Linked DNA regions of Mus musculus: region 2 is linked to region 1. The links are chromatin contacts, called in public promoter capture Hi-C maps. All regions are on one chromosome and are shown on one strand. Each heading gives the region's core, a stretch centred on a gene start, on an enhancer-like site or on the middle of the called end of the contact. The rest is flanking DNA. Distances are from core to core; before and after follow the strand shown.

Region 1 (6,696 bases), core at 3,401-5,900:
AATCCAGATTAGCCTCCTGCACAGATTCGTTCATTAGAAGAGAAGCAAGAAGGACAGTGATATAGCTGTCCCTTGTGAGACTAGGCCGGGGCCTAGCAAACACAGAAGTGGATGCTCACAGTCAACTATTGGATGGATCACAGGGCCCCCAATGGAGGAGCTAGAGAAAGTATCCAAGGAGCTAAAGAGATCTGCAACCCTATAGGTGGAACAACAATATGAACTAACCAGTACCCCAGAGCTCTTGTCTCTAGCTGCATATGTATCAAAAGATGACCTAGTCGGCCATCACTGGAAAGAGAGGCCCATTGGTCAGGCAAACTTTATATGCCCCAGTACAGGGGAACGCCAGGGCCAAAAAATGGGAATGGGTGGGTAGGGAAGTGGGGGGGAGGGGGTGGGGGACTTTTGGAATAGCATTGGAAATGTAATTGAAGAAAATACATAATAAAAAAAAAGAGAGAAGCAAGACAGATGCACTGGGGAGTATGAAGATGCTTTTAGGGAACACTAAGGAAGAGAAGGAAATTCTGAAGACCGTCTGTGCGTTCATGTCTACCCTGACTCATCACCTGAAGCATGGGAGGTAGTGAAAGACTCTGAAAGGAGCCCCTCGCTCAGGCCTCAGGACAATAGCGGACACCCAAGAACTCACGATAGACTGAGCTTGATGTAAACCACATGAGGCTTTATTGGAAAGCCAGAGCTCTGGGGACGACTCATATCCCACGCAGGGGTAGAGGAGTCGACCTCGAGGGGAAAGAGGTCCCAGTTTTTATAGGCCCTCAGGGGAGAAAGGAGAAGGGGGGAGTAGGGGACTTCCAGATCTAAACAATGTCTATTCTCAAGAAATGGGTATGGGAGGGGTACAAGGAAAGAGTCTGGTGCAGGTGTAGCAACTCAGGATTGGCCTGGCTGTGGTTGCTGGGGGGATTTTCTGACTCTTTCTCAGCAACCAATATCACAAACACCTGGCAATGGGCTTCATCAGTGGGCACACACATGGGTCAAGGAATGGTCAAAACATTGGCAGACACACAGGTTCAAGGAGTGGCCAGAGCATTGTGCACCTCTATTTTTCTAAATCAGTGAAGCTAGTTCTGCTAACACTGACATCTATCTTACCAATTTCAGGGCTTCTGTGTCCTTTTACATTCTGTCAGGATCTTTCAGTAGCAACAGCTGTTTTAGCCATTAAATGCCTGTCCCATTGGTCCATTCTGAGAAGACCCAGAAAAGTATCTCCTGAGAACTTAATCTGAGAGATTGGGGTATGGCTCCATGGATAAAGAGCTTGCTATACAAACATGAGGAGCTGAGTTCAGATCCCCTAAACCCACATAAAAGCCAGCATACCTGTGCACACTTGTAACTCCCAAGCTGGAGGACAGAGGCAGGAGGATCCCGGGGGCTCACAGGCAGCCAGGGTAGCTGAAGCGGTGAGCTCCAGGATCAATGAGAGGCTCTATCTTAATAATAATAATAATAATAATAATAATAATAATGTAAATAAATGAAAGACAAGACTTTCTGACCACGACACGCTTCTACACAGAGAATTGCGCACGCATACACACAGACAAAAACCTTAATTTTGAAAGTCAATTTAAAGGATAAATAAGAAAAATTTAGAAAGGTTGATCAGAGGCAGAACACTGCGCAGCATGTGTAAGTCCCTGAGTATCTGGGTTAGACCCCTAGCATTGGGAATAAAGAAATCAAAGAAGAAAGCAAGGGAGGGAGGGAGGGAAGGAAGAAGGGAGGGAGGGAGGGAGGGAGGGAGGGAAGAAGGGAGGGGAAAAGGGAAACTAGCATTACAAAACATAAAGAAAACTAACACCAAGTCAGCCATTCCATACTTCCTCAGTTAAGACCCAAATGTTCTGATATCCCAAGAAACAACATAATTGAAGGCTTTAAAGCCCTCCAGCCCAGAGGATAGTTACAGAAAAAGCCATAAACACAAAGTGACTATCAGTTTTTTTAATGCTGTCCTCCTGGCCTTTCACAGGAAGCTCTCTGCCCAGGTTCTTCGCCTCCTATGTTCCGTCAGGTTTCTTTCATTTCCCGTTCATTCCCTTTAAAACCTCCTCCGCCCCTGAGTGGAAAGATTCCTAATCTACAGAGGGAGAAAAACGTCCTCATTTGCCAGACCCCGAATTGATCCCCAGAACCCATATTCAAAGCTAGGCATGGCGAGGTAGAGGCAGGGAAGGTCCCTGAGGTTTGCTGGCCAGATGGTCTAGCATGTATGCGCGTGCACGTACACACACATACACATGCACACACACATATACACACACATACACATGCACACACACACACACATACACACACATACACATGCACACACACACATATACACACACACATACACATGCACACACACACACATACACACACATACACATGCACACACACACACACACATACACATGCACACACACACACACACATACACACACACATACACATGCACATACACACACATGCACACACATACACATGCAAATACACACAAATACACACACATACACATACATACACACACATACATACACACAAATACATACATACACATATACACACATGCACACACACATGCACACACATACACATACATACACATACATACACATACACACACACAGTAAAAGTAATTATCACCTAGTTAATAATAAACACACAATAAAATCAGCTTAAGGAAAAAGGTTAGCTAGAGATTAAAGCACGCACATGATTTAAAAGTCCGCCAAGGCAAGGGAGAAAGTTTCAAATATGAAAACCCAGTTACTTGAGTATAAAGCTAAGCACAACTGTGGAAAATGTCACCTATTAAAAAATTGTGATAAAATAAACACATAAAGCTTCCCATCGCCGTCACTTGATGGGTACAGTTCAGCAGGGGCGAGCGCACTCACATTGTCTGAGCAACTGACCTACTGAAGCTTTGCCACACTGAGAGGTCAATCCCTACCAACTCAACAGCAGCGGTCCCACCCCCAAGCCCGCCCAGCCCCTGGTGCAACCCTCCTACTGTGTATGGCTATGAATTTGATTCCTCTGGGTGCTTAATACAAGTGGGATGAAACATGCTTTCACATTTTTTAGTTTAAAAATAAAACCATTTATTTAGTGTGTGTGTGTGTGTGTGTGTGTGTGTGTGTGTGTGTGTGTGTGTGTGTGTGTTGGCATGTGCTCAGGTTGTGGCAAAATGTGAAGGTCAGGTGACAACTTGCAGGAATCAGTCCTCTCCTTCCATGTGGGTCCAAGTATCAAATTAGGGTGGTCAGACTTGACAGCAAGCACCCATACCTACTCAGCCATCTCAGCAGCCCCGTTGCTAGACTTTTTAAACGGCACTTTCAAACCAGAGGAACTAGTAGCCAACACAAAAGGAACTGTCTATACCACAAACAAGAACAATACAAGGCAGAAAACGAACAGGGAAAGTTCCGGAACTGAAGATCCTAAGATAGGATAATCCTAACCATAGCGTGAGTTATCAGAATTAAAGGTCCTCGCTTCTAAATATCCTTTAGACAAAAACAGGAAAACCTAAGCAGAGAGACTGGACAGACTCGACCAAACTCCGTTTCTCCATGTGCAAAATGAACAAACTCCTGTAAAATGACTTCTTTGTATATTAATGGTGGTTTCAAGTTTCTCTTTGCCAGTTGCCTCCAAAACAGAGGCAGGAGCTGTAGGCATCGGTTCCTCTCCATTTCTTAAGACTTGATTCCAAAGAATGAAGCTACCCTGGCTGTAAGACAAGAACACAGGGCTGGAAGTGTAGCTGAGTTGGTGGTGTGCTTGCCTAGCAAGCACAAAGCCCTGGGTTCAGTCCCCAAGCCAGTACAACACTGACTGTGGTGGTGCATGCCTGTGATAACAGCCCTCGGGAACTAGAGGCGAGAGGATGAGAAACGCAAAGGTTCCCTTCCAGCCTAGACTACCCAAGGACTTATCTCGAAGTGGAGCAGAGCAAGGAGGAGCTGAGTTCAATCAGAAAGGAAAGCAGTGGTGGCCTCTCCCTAGTTCCAAGCTGGAACCATCTGAAACCTTGTCCGACCGTCCTCAGTCAGTGTCTGCCTGAATGAGCGTGGCCCTGAGACCCAACAGTCCTCAGTTCGAAGTAGGAGGTTCACACCTCAATTCATCCTGAGTTTCAAAGAAAGCAATAACCAAATCAAAGAGGAGAGAGCTTCATTCAATGCAAAATCCGGGCTGATGATTCCTCCCTTTTACTGTTGATCATAACACAGACCAAAAGATAACCGGTGGGAAGTGTTCCCTGTCACCACACTGAGGGTTTTAATTACACTTGATAATCTGAGGATGTGCTCTGCCATCGGGGAAACCATGGGACAAATAGAATGGAGTTATACTTTCTGAATACTTGGAATTGCCAGTCATCAAAACTTCTCAAGGACAACAGTAATTCTGAAAGAAAAAAAAAATTGGCTCCACCTTATTTTTTTTTTTCTATGTCTGACCTAGCCTCATAAAAAAGAGCCAGTAGAGTAGGTTCGTGGAAAATAAATTATCCAATTAGGGATTAACAAAACTGTAACAGGGATTAGGAAATGCTCAGAGAAAAGGAACACCCTATCGGTGTGTATATAAGGGCCAAAAAGGCAGACTGGAACAGGCCTCTCACTCCACCTTTCCTATCACCGCAGAAGCTCAGTCCTTGAAGGCATCATGTTCTGCTCAGCTCAGAAAGGGTCCTGCTCCTCCCGAGTCTCCTCCTCCGGGGCTGTGGGCAGCAGGGGGTGCACTGGGGGAAGTTCCTTTGGCGGTGGGAGCAGCTGTGGGCTAGGGGGAGGCTCTGCCTGGGGCTTCCAGGGGAGCAGCAACAGCTGGAGCCTGAGTGGGGGATCTAAGGGTAGCATGGGAGGGGGCTTCGGCAGCTGCTCAGTAAGGGGTGGATTCGGAGCAGCCTCTAGCTACGGTGGAGGGTCGGGCTTTGGCGGGAGCTCTGGCTTTGGTGGGGGCTCTGGCTTTGGTGGGGGCTCTGGCTTTGGTGGGGGATCTAGTGGAGGCTTCTCTAGCTATGGAGGTAGTATGGGGTGCGGTCTTGGTGGCGTCAGTGGCTATGATGGGGGCCTTCTCTCTGGAAGCGAAAAGCAAACTATGCAAGACCTCAATGACCGGCTAGCCAACTACCTAGACAAAGTCCGAGCCCTGGAGGAAGCCAACACGGATCTGGAGTGTAAAATCAAGGACTGGTATGGCAAGCATGGGTCTGTAAAAGGTGGGTCTGGAAGAGACTACAGCCAATACTACTCAATCATCGAAGATCTGAAGAAGCAGGTGGGCCTCTGTAGCTCTGCTCCTATGACCTGTATGGCTTTATTCGGGTCATACACCCCGAGGGGATTGTTCTTACGTTTATTTATTTCCTTGTGTGTGAGTGTGTGTCTGCGTGTGTGTATGGAGAAGGGACATGCACGGATGGCATAGCCCAAGAGTGGAAGTCAGAGGGCATCTTATGGGAGCTGGTTCTCTTCTTCTACCGAGTGAGTCCCTGGGTCAAAGTCAGGGCATTAGACATAGCAAGTGTCTATACATGCTAAGGCATCTCCAGGGCCCTGCAAGGAAATTTGAAGTCAATGAATTATTCATGTGTGCGAAATGGGTCCTGCTGTATCTGGATTATGACAGTCCCTCATATGATGTACAATAATAGCGTTCTGTCTGAATCTCAATGTGAGTACGGCATTTGTACAATGCCAGATGGCCAACTGGCAGGCATACATAAGAGCCATGGTACCAAGGGGATAATTAGGGTGACCTAATTATTCATGACTCATTCTGACAGGTTAGAACATTTTTTTGTGTCTTTCTGGATTCATTAGGACGATTTTTTTCTTCCTAGAGAATCTGTGACATGTTGCCTAATGTCATCAAACTAAAAAGAAAAAAAAAATCAGCCACAGGTGTATGGAGAAGTATATTTTTAAGTGAAATTCTGTGTTCACATTGAAACCTTGACTAGGTGAGGAAATGGCCCATCTTCTGATGCTTCTGTCTTCCAGCAGACAGGAGCAAAGGACAGTATTGTATAAAACACTGTCCTGTGTCTACCCCAACAATTATGGAAGCTGTTTCCTATTGCAGAGAGATGTAGTGCTAAGTATCCAAGGGTCTCTGCTAAAGGAATCTGCCAGGGTTAACCCACCTTTAAGAGTTTAATGACCTAGGAGATGTGTACCCTCAGCAGGTGGGCGTCAAAAGCAACTGAGAAAGCACCTTGGGCTTCAATCTTCCTTCTTTCCTAGATCCTTTCAGCCACTTGTGAAAACGCCAGAATGACTCTGCAGATTGACAACGCTAGGCTGGCTGCTGATGACTTCAGAATGAAGTAAGGCCCAGGAAGTACTTGAAAGCAAGAATCACAGGAAATAAAACAGGGTCCAATTGCTGAGGGGGAAAAACCCTTTGGGGGATGGTGACCTAAATAAAACAGGAGAGAGCTTGGTCGGTTTTCTCCTATTTTGCTATTTTGGTTTGGAGTATTTAGAGGTGCTTTGTTTTGTTTTGTTTTGTTTTGTTTTGTTTTGTTTTGTTTGAGACAGATACTGTGTAGCCTAAACAGGAGTCAAACTCACTATGTAACTGAGGCTGGCTTTGAACTCTTCATCTTCTTGCCTCTAGCTGCAGAGTGCTATGTCACAAGAATGCACTTGTATG
Region 2 (6,559 bases), core at 192-2,691, 1.2 Mb before region 1:
AGATATGATACGGAGAAATTTCTATAAAGTCATTCAGGATGAGGAATTTTACACTTTACCTTTCCATCTCATTCGGGACTGGCTTTCGGACTTGGAAATCACTGTGGATTCTGAAGAGGTTCTTTTTGAAACAGTTTTGAAGTGGGTTCAGAGAAATGCAGAAGAGAGAGAGAGATACTTTGAAGAGCTTTTTAAATTGCTCAGATTGTCCCAGATGAAACCCACCTACCTTACACGGCATGTCAAACCAGAGCGGCTAGTGGCCAATAATGAAGTTTGTGTCAAGCTGGTGGCAGAAGCAGTGGAGAGGCATGCGCTCAGAGCAGAGAATATACAGTCTGGCACATTGCAGCAGCCCACTTCACAAGTCTCACTGTTACCTCGCTATGGACAAAACATGGACGTAATCATGGTTATCGGAGGAGTGTCGGAAGGAGGAGACTACTTAAGTGAATGTGTGGGATATTTTGTTGATGAGGATAGGTGGGTCAATCTGCCCCACATTCATAACCACCTTGATGGACATGCCGTCGCAATTACAGAGTCCTACGTGTATGTTGCTGGCTCCATGGAACCAGGGTTTGCTAAAACTGTGGAAAGATACAACCCAAACCTGAATACATGGGAACATGTTTGTAGTCTGATGACCAGAAAGCACTCTTTTGGGCTAACAGAAGTCAAAGGGAAGCTGTATAGCATTGGAGGACACGGCAATTTTAGCCCTGGCTTTAAAGACGTGACTGTTTACAATCCCGAGCTTGATAAATGGCACAACTTAGAGTCAGCACCAAAGATTCTGCGAGATGTCAAAGCATTAGCCATTGAGGACCGGTTTGTGTACATTGCTGCCCGCACGCCCGTGGACCGGGACACTGAGGATGGACTGAAGGCTGTAATTACTTGCTATGATACAGAGACTCGACAGTGGCAAGATGTGGAATCTTTACCGCTTATTGACAATTACTGTTTTTTCCAGATGTCTGTGGTCAATTCAAACTTTTATCAGACAGCATCATGCTGTCCCAAGAGTTACTCCTTAGAAAATGAAGAAGCAGTAAGAAAAATTGCCGGTCAGGTGTCTGATGAGATCCTTGAAAGCTTGCCTCCAGAAGTCCTAAGCATCGAAGGAGCAGCCATTTGCTATTACAGAGATGATGTCTTCATTATTGGAGGCTGGAAAAACAGTGATGATATTGACAAACAGTACAGGAAAGAGGCCTACCGATACTGTGCTGAGAGAAAGAGGTGGATGCTCCTTCCTCCAATGCCTCAGCCCCGCTGCAGGGCCACTGCTTGCCATGTCAGGATCCCTTACCGGTACTTACATGGCACACAGAGATACCCCATGCCTCAAAATTTAATGTGGCAGAAGGACCGCATCCGACAGATGCAAGAGATACATCGGCACGCCCTGAACATGCGGAGAGTGCCAAGTTCCCAGATTGAATGCTGAGCTCACCAGCGTTTGCAGCTGAAAACTGTTCTCCCTGTTCTGTGAGGCGGGGATGCCTGGACTGTTACTTGGAAAAGTATGTCAATGACTTATTTTCTACTTGGACTTATTACCCTATATACAAGAAGTATAGTTAAAAAACAAATAGAAACTCAGTTCAATGTGGTAATTTTTGTTAGGTTGCAGTCCTGACTTTGGTTTGTGTTTGTGTGCTGGTAAATAAGATCTTATTAAAGAGAAGTGGGGGAAAGCAGGTCTAGTTACTTGGCCTTTTTTCTGCCAACCACTAACTCCTTTGTCTTAGGGACTTACGTGGGGCTCTAAGCACCAGTGTTATTTGCACATTTACTTTGATGCTCCTTTAAGTTTTTTATGGATTGTTTGTTTTCAGTGATACCAATTTATGCGTTAAGCTCTCATCTGTAGGAGAGACGTGTGCAATAGTGAAACTGGATCTGAAGGTAAAGCACAATGTTTCAGCAAGGATGATCTCAGAATGGAGCCCTGATGCTTTGCTGTATCTGCAAATGCTGGTTTTGTTCATTGGAAAGGGTGACAATGAGAAGTTTGTGAGTGGCACGTCCTCTGGTTTGTTTGGTTTCTTTCACAGCTGTTTATAGACTTGAAGCCATCATCCTGAGATGATAGTTGGGAAGGTATTAATGTTTACCTGGTTGTCTAGTTGTCTAAAGAGGGAGTTACACAGGTGAAGAGAAGTGCTCAGTGTAGCTGAGAAAGCAAATGAACAAACATTTGAAACACTTTGAATGGTTGTGTTGATGAGGATGCAGTGTGCCGTGACAATCAACACAGGATGCCTTCAGTTTGTTTTTTGCTCCGCTGAATATTATATAGACTCTTCATCATTTCTTTCTACAAGTAAAGCTTTCAAATGGCAAGGAAGTAACCGTTTAGAAAATACCGCTAAGAGAAGCCATGTTATTTCTGGCCCCTGATTGTTATATTTTACCTAGTTGCCCTAGACTTCTACTGGAACTTAGAGCCTAGAATATCAAATCTGAGTACATAGTTTTGGCTTTTAAAATTTTAAGGCTTTGACATACCACATTTAACAGGAAACTATCAAAATGTTACATAATCAATTCAATGTCATCTTGCAGAAAAGGTTTTTAGTATGTACATATTTTTATTGCATTCCCTAAAGTCTTTTTTTTTTTTTTTTTTTTTTTTTTGAGACATGGTCTCACTATGTAGCCTTGGTTGGCCTGGAACTCACTAGGTAGATCAGGCTTTGGCCATATATAGATCCTGAGGGACAAGCTTCCAAGGACCAAGAAGCAGTTTCAGCAGCAGCTGTTTCTACTCCCTCCAGTTCTCTGCTTTTGTTGAGCTGTGACAATGATGTTGGACATTCACTTCCTCTAATTCTTTATATTTATTATTGTTTTCTAGAGCTGCTATTTTATAGTTCATGTTCATGATCTTTTAATTTTTCAGTTGGATTAGGAATATCTTTGCGCCCCATTCTCTCTTAGTATCTGCATTCTTTGTTGCATATGGCATTGGAGGATTAACCATTTTCTTTTGAGCCTTGTATAGGTTGACATATTGCTTTTGCACTGTTTTTGATAATAAATTCCTACTCAGTACATTGGATTTTTTTGTTCATATGTAGATACTTGGAATATACAATTTCCCATTTTTCTAATCTGGATCTAATTTGTACTTAGTCTCTGAACTCCCTTGTGCGGGGCTTTAGACTTGGCACTCTCACCCTTAAGCTTTTGTGGGTAATCTTGATCTTGTTCTGTGACTATTTCAAATTTTGATATCATTTAATTCTAGATACAGTATTGATAAATATTGATATATTGATAGATGTAGAAATATTTTTTCTCCTGTTTTTGTTTTGATGCAAATCTCAAATTAGAGAGACCTTCCCTCTCACTTTGTATGATCTAACCTGTATTCTTGCTGATTTTATCTTTGATGTTTTTGTTTTTTGAGACAAAGTCTGTTATCTTGGCTGACCTGGAACTCTCTTTGTAGACCAGGCTTGTCTGGAATTCACATAGATCCACCTGCCTCTGCCTGGGATTAAAGGCATGTCCTGCCATGCTGGGCTTGATGGCTCTTTAGTACACTAATTTCCATTTTCTACTTCTTCAGTTTGTTTTGTAAGTAGTAGTTCATGGTGTTTAGTTTGTCTTTCATGTAAATTGACTGTATCTGGGACCTTTAGAAAAGAGACATTAGCACCTCCTCAGTTACTGGCTCAGATGACTCTCATTGGGGTCGTCCTGGCTCTTCTTTCTTTTCTGATTAGTCATTCCTTCCAACTTACCTGTAGATATTTTCACTCCCATCACATCTTTCTAAACACTGTTAATGCTGGATTGGCTCTGAGATTGTGTGAATATTCTTCGTATTAAGAAAGGATTTCCACATTGATATTTGATATAACCTTGATGTGATCTATTGTAATCAGTCCAAAAACATCTTGCATAATTTGATTCATAAGAGCATTCATGAAGGCTCTTCTCTCCTTATGTCAATAGCTTGTACATAAGCATAAGTTCAGCTATAATTTTCACTGACAGCCAGTGTAATGCAGTCTTTGTTTCTTTAGTATTCACTTCATGTTCAAAGGTTTTGTAGATTGGAGAACACAGTTGCTTTGAGCATCCATGATGTTTGGGTCAGCACTGTTCCAGTGGCATAGAGGCACACTCCCTTTTTGACACTGTAGAGTCTTCATCAGATCTGTGCAGCCACTATTCAAGGATAATCATACACACAAGCAATATATAGAGCAGATAGGAGTACAGATAATTCCCAAGAAGCTGCATCACTGAAAAGTCCCATCATGTCTTGGACTTTGACCTCATGGGAGTCACATTAAGGAATAGCCATTTTTCTGACTTTATATACACTCCTGAGCTTTTTATGCAAGTTAGCATTCAAGCTAAATCTTTCAACACTCGGTGTAGAGAGAAGACTTCTGTTTTAGGTACTGGAGAGATGGATCAGCAATTAAAGGAACACTTGCTGCAATGGGTTCCCAGGGCCCACTTCATTAACGCAGCTCACAAGCCTAAAGCTACCTTCAGGGGATCGGGTACCTTTGGTACCTGCACTCACACGGGCATACCCACATTCAGACATACATACACATGTATGCATAATTAAAAGTAAGCTTTTCATTTCAAAAAGGCTCTTGTTGAAGTTGGTTATGGCAGTATTTACCTGTAATCTCAGCATTTGGGAAGATCAGGAGTTCTGAGCCAGACTAGTTAGCATACATGTCAACAACAAAAGTGTAACTAATAATAAGAATAAAAACACATAAATAAAAAATTAACTCCTGATAGCACTGTAAATCCAATTTTTTTTTCTATATGAATGTCTTTACCTTCTCACACATTCTGGACTATTCTGAAAAAGTTTAAGTACTATCATCTGTGCCTCCCTTATTCCATTAGAGTTAACTTTATTATATGATAGAATATCAGAAACACAACCAGAAACTTTGGCTGTTTACTATAACACTAAATGCTCTTGGATTCCATACTGATAACTTATTTCCCTGGAGTTAATGCTAGTGTTCTTGCCTAGGATAAAGGTTTTTAATAACTGTATTGGAAATCTGCTTTAAAACCATTTTGAGACTGGAGTGAGTATGGGAAACTGCAAGTCCCTTTCCACAGAAAGGTTCTATTCTCCCCTTTCCCTAACTCTTTTGAAATGTTCATCCTTGGATTTCTTTTGGTTGGTCGGTCTGCAGTGCTGGGAACTGAGCGCAGGGCCTTGTACATGCTAGGGAAACACTCTACCAACTGAGTTGCTCCCCCAGCCCTTTCTGTAGCTCCCTTCATTACAAGTCTCTGAATCCTAAGAGGCACTCCTTAGTTGTAAACTAAGTCTGTGCAACTAACAGTCTTTGAAGCTCTGTGAAGGAAGCTTGCCTTTCTCTCAGTCCACAAGTCATTTAGGATCTCATCAGGATGCCAGCTTTCTCCGGGAAAAGATTCATGTATTTTGATTTTGGCTTTTTGGTCCCAGAGTTGTATTTTGGGACAGTCACCATTAAGTTGTTATTAGAGCCATCTTTGTGTTGTCTTTTCATTTCATGGCAGACAGTATGACTCCTAACTTGATTGAAACCACTGTCTTTTTGGCTCAGCAGGCAGCCTAGGCCCTGGCTGAATGAAGGGGTAAGTCCTTCCTTGCATGATGGTGTGCAGGTTTCCTGACTACCAACTTTCTAATTTTCATATGTGAATTCACGTGTGTGGCTTCACCACCATAACTTGCCTCCTAAATACTTTTAACTTGTTAGGAAGGAAAGAACCTAGACTTGCTTAAATCTGTTCAAGGCTGACATTCTGAAATTTTAAACGGACATAACAGCATTTGTAATAATAATCGTGCAGGTCTAATGTGGCTCTTTGGGAAAGAAATTTCTTTTATGAAAACAGTTTTTTTTAAAGCCAGCTTTTTAAAAGCTTATTCAAGTGAACCTTTGTTGTGTAGCTTTTGTTTTCTTAGCTGGAAAAAGATTTGATTACACCAAAAAGTAAGGGTGGTCCATTATTGTGAGTAAGGCTAACTTTCCACATTATAATGGGACCCTTCCTATCTTCCTTTCAAACTGAGAATGTCAGTCATGAACTTTTAAGCGGTCATCACTTGCAGCTGTTTGCATGATTAGTCTTGTGTATCCTGAGAGCTTTGCTTTTCTGTGCCAGTTCAAAATAACATTTTTGCTAAGAACATTTAAAATTAACTGATATCAGTTTTGTTTTGATTTACCTGGTTGTGTGTAGTATTTCCAGGACCAAAAATTTAAAACTCTCAGTCTAAAAAGCCAGAGAGAGCATTTCTGTGCTTTAATCCTGTCACAACTAGTAGACAGGTTCTTGTGCACACCTTCCCCTCTCTGACTGCAGCATGTGTGTGTTTGAAATAGTTCCTTCTCTGCTTCACGATTCTAGTGTCAACACTATAAGTAGACTGGAGCTGTGTTACATATTTTAGCTACACAGACTAATAAAATACACAGGACCTTGAACTAAACTTATGTGCAAAGGCCATATTAGTCACGTTTCGTGTCTTTGAACATGTATGGTGTTGTGAAACGAATAT

What was found. Promoter capture Hi-C pulls out the DNA fragments that hold promoters and counts their contacts.
Region 2: a contact with region 1 is called in a promoter capture Hi-C map of hippocampal neurons, with 7 times the contacts expected there. The contact joins the enhancer-like site here to the promoter of Krt24 in region 1. A contact is called at or near these places in 4 of 39 promoter capture datasets (the 3T3-L1 cell line, hippocampal neurons, liver and 1 more) and 1 of 115 datasets of contacts at active chromatin or transcription factors (pancreatic cancer cells).

Annotation. Positions count from the first base shown.
Region 1 is chr11:99,283,216-99,289,911 of GRCm38.p6, reverse strand. Krt24 (keratin 24) reads left to right here and starts at 4,650. Exons shown (of 8, transcript NM_029393.2): 1 at 4,650-5,316; 2 at 6,285-6,367. The coding sequence starts at 4,705. The region is part of intron 3 of Gm32385 (a long non-coding RNA gene); the gene reads right to left.
Region 2 is chr11:100,457,758-100,464,316 of GRCm38.p6, reverse strand. Klhl11 (kelch-like 11) reads left to right here. Exons shown (of 2, transcript NM_172565.2): 2 at 1-1,705. The coding sequence ends at 1,453. Among named protein-coding and RNA genes, the nearest start is that of Klhl11, 12 kb to the left of the region's middle. Within about 2 kb of position 1,441, at least 10 of the 459 cell types and tissues checked have an H3K27ac peak or open chromatin away from gene starts, as enhancers often do. A contact at or near this core is called in hippocampal neurons, where this site is marked.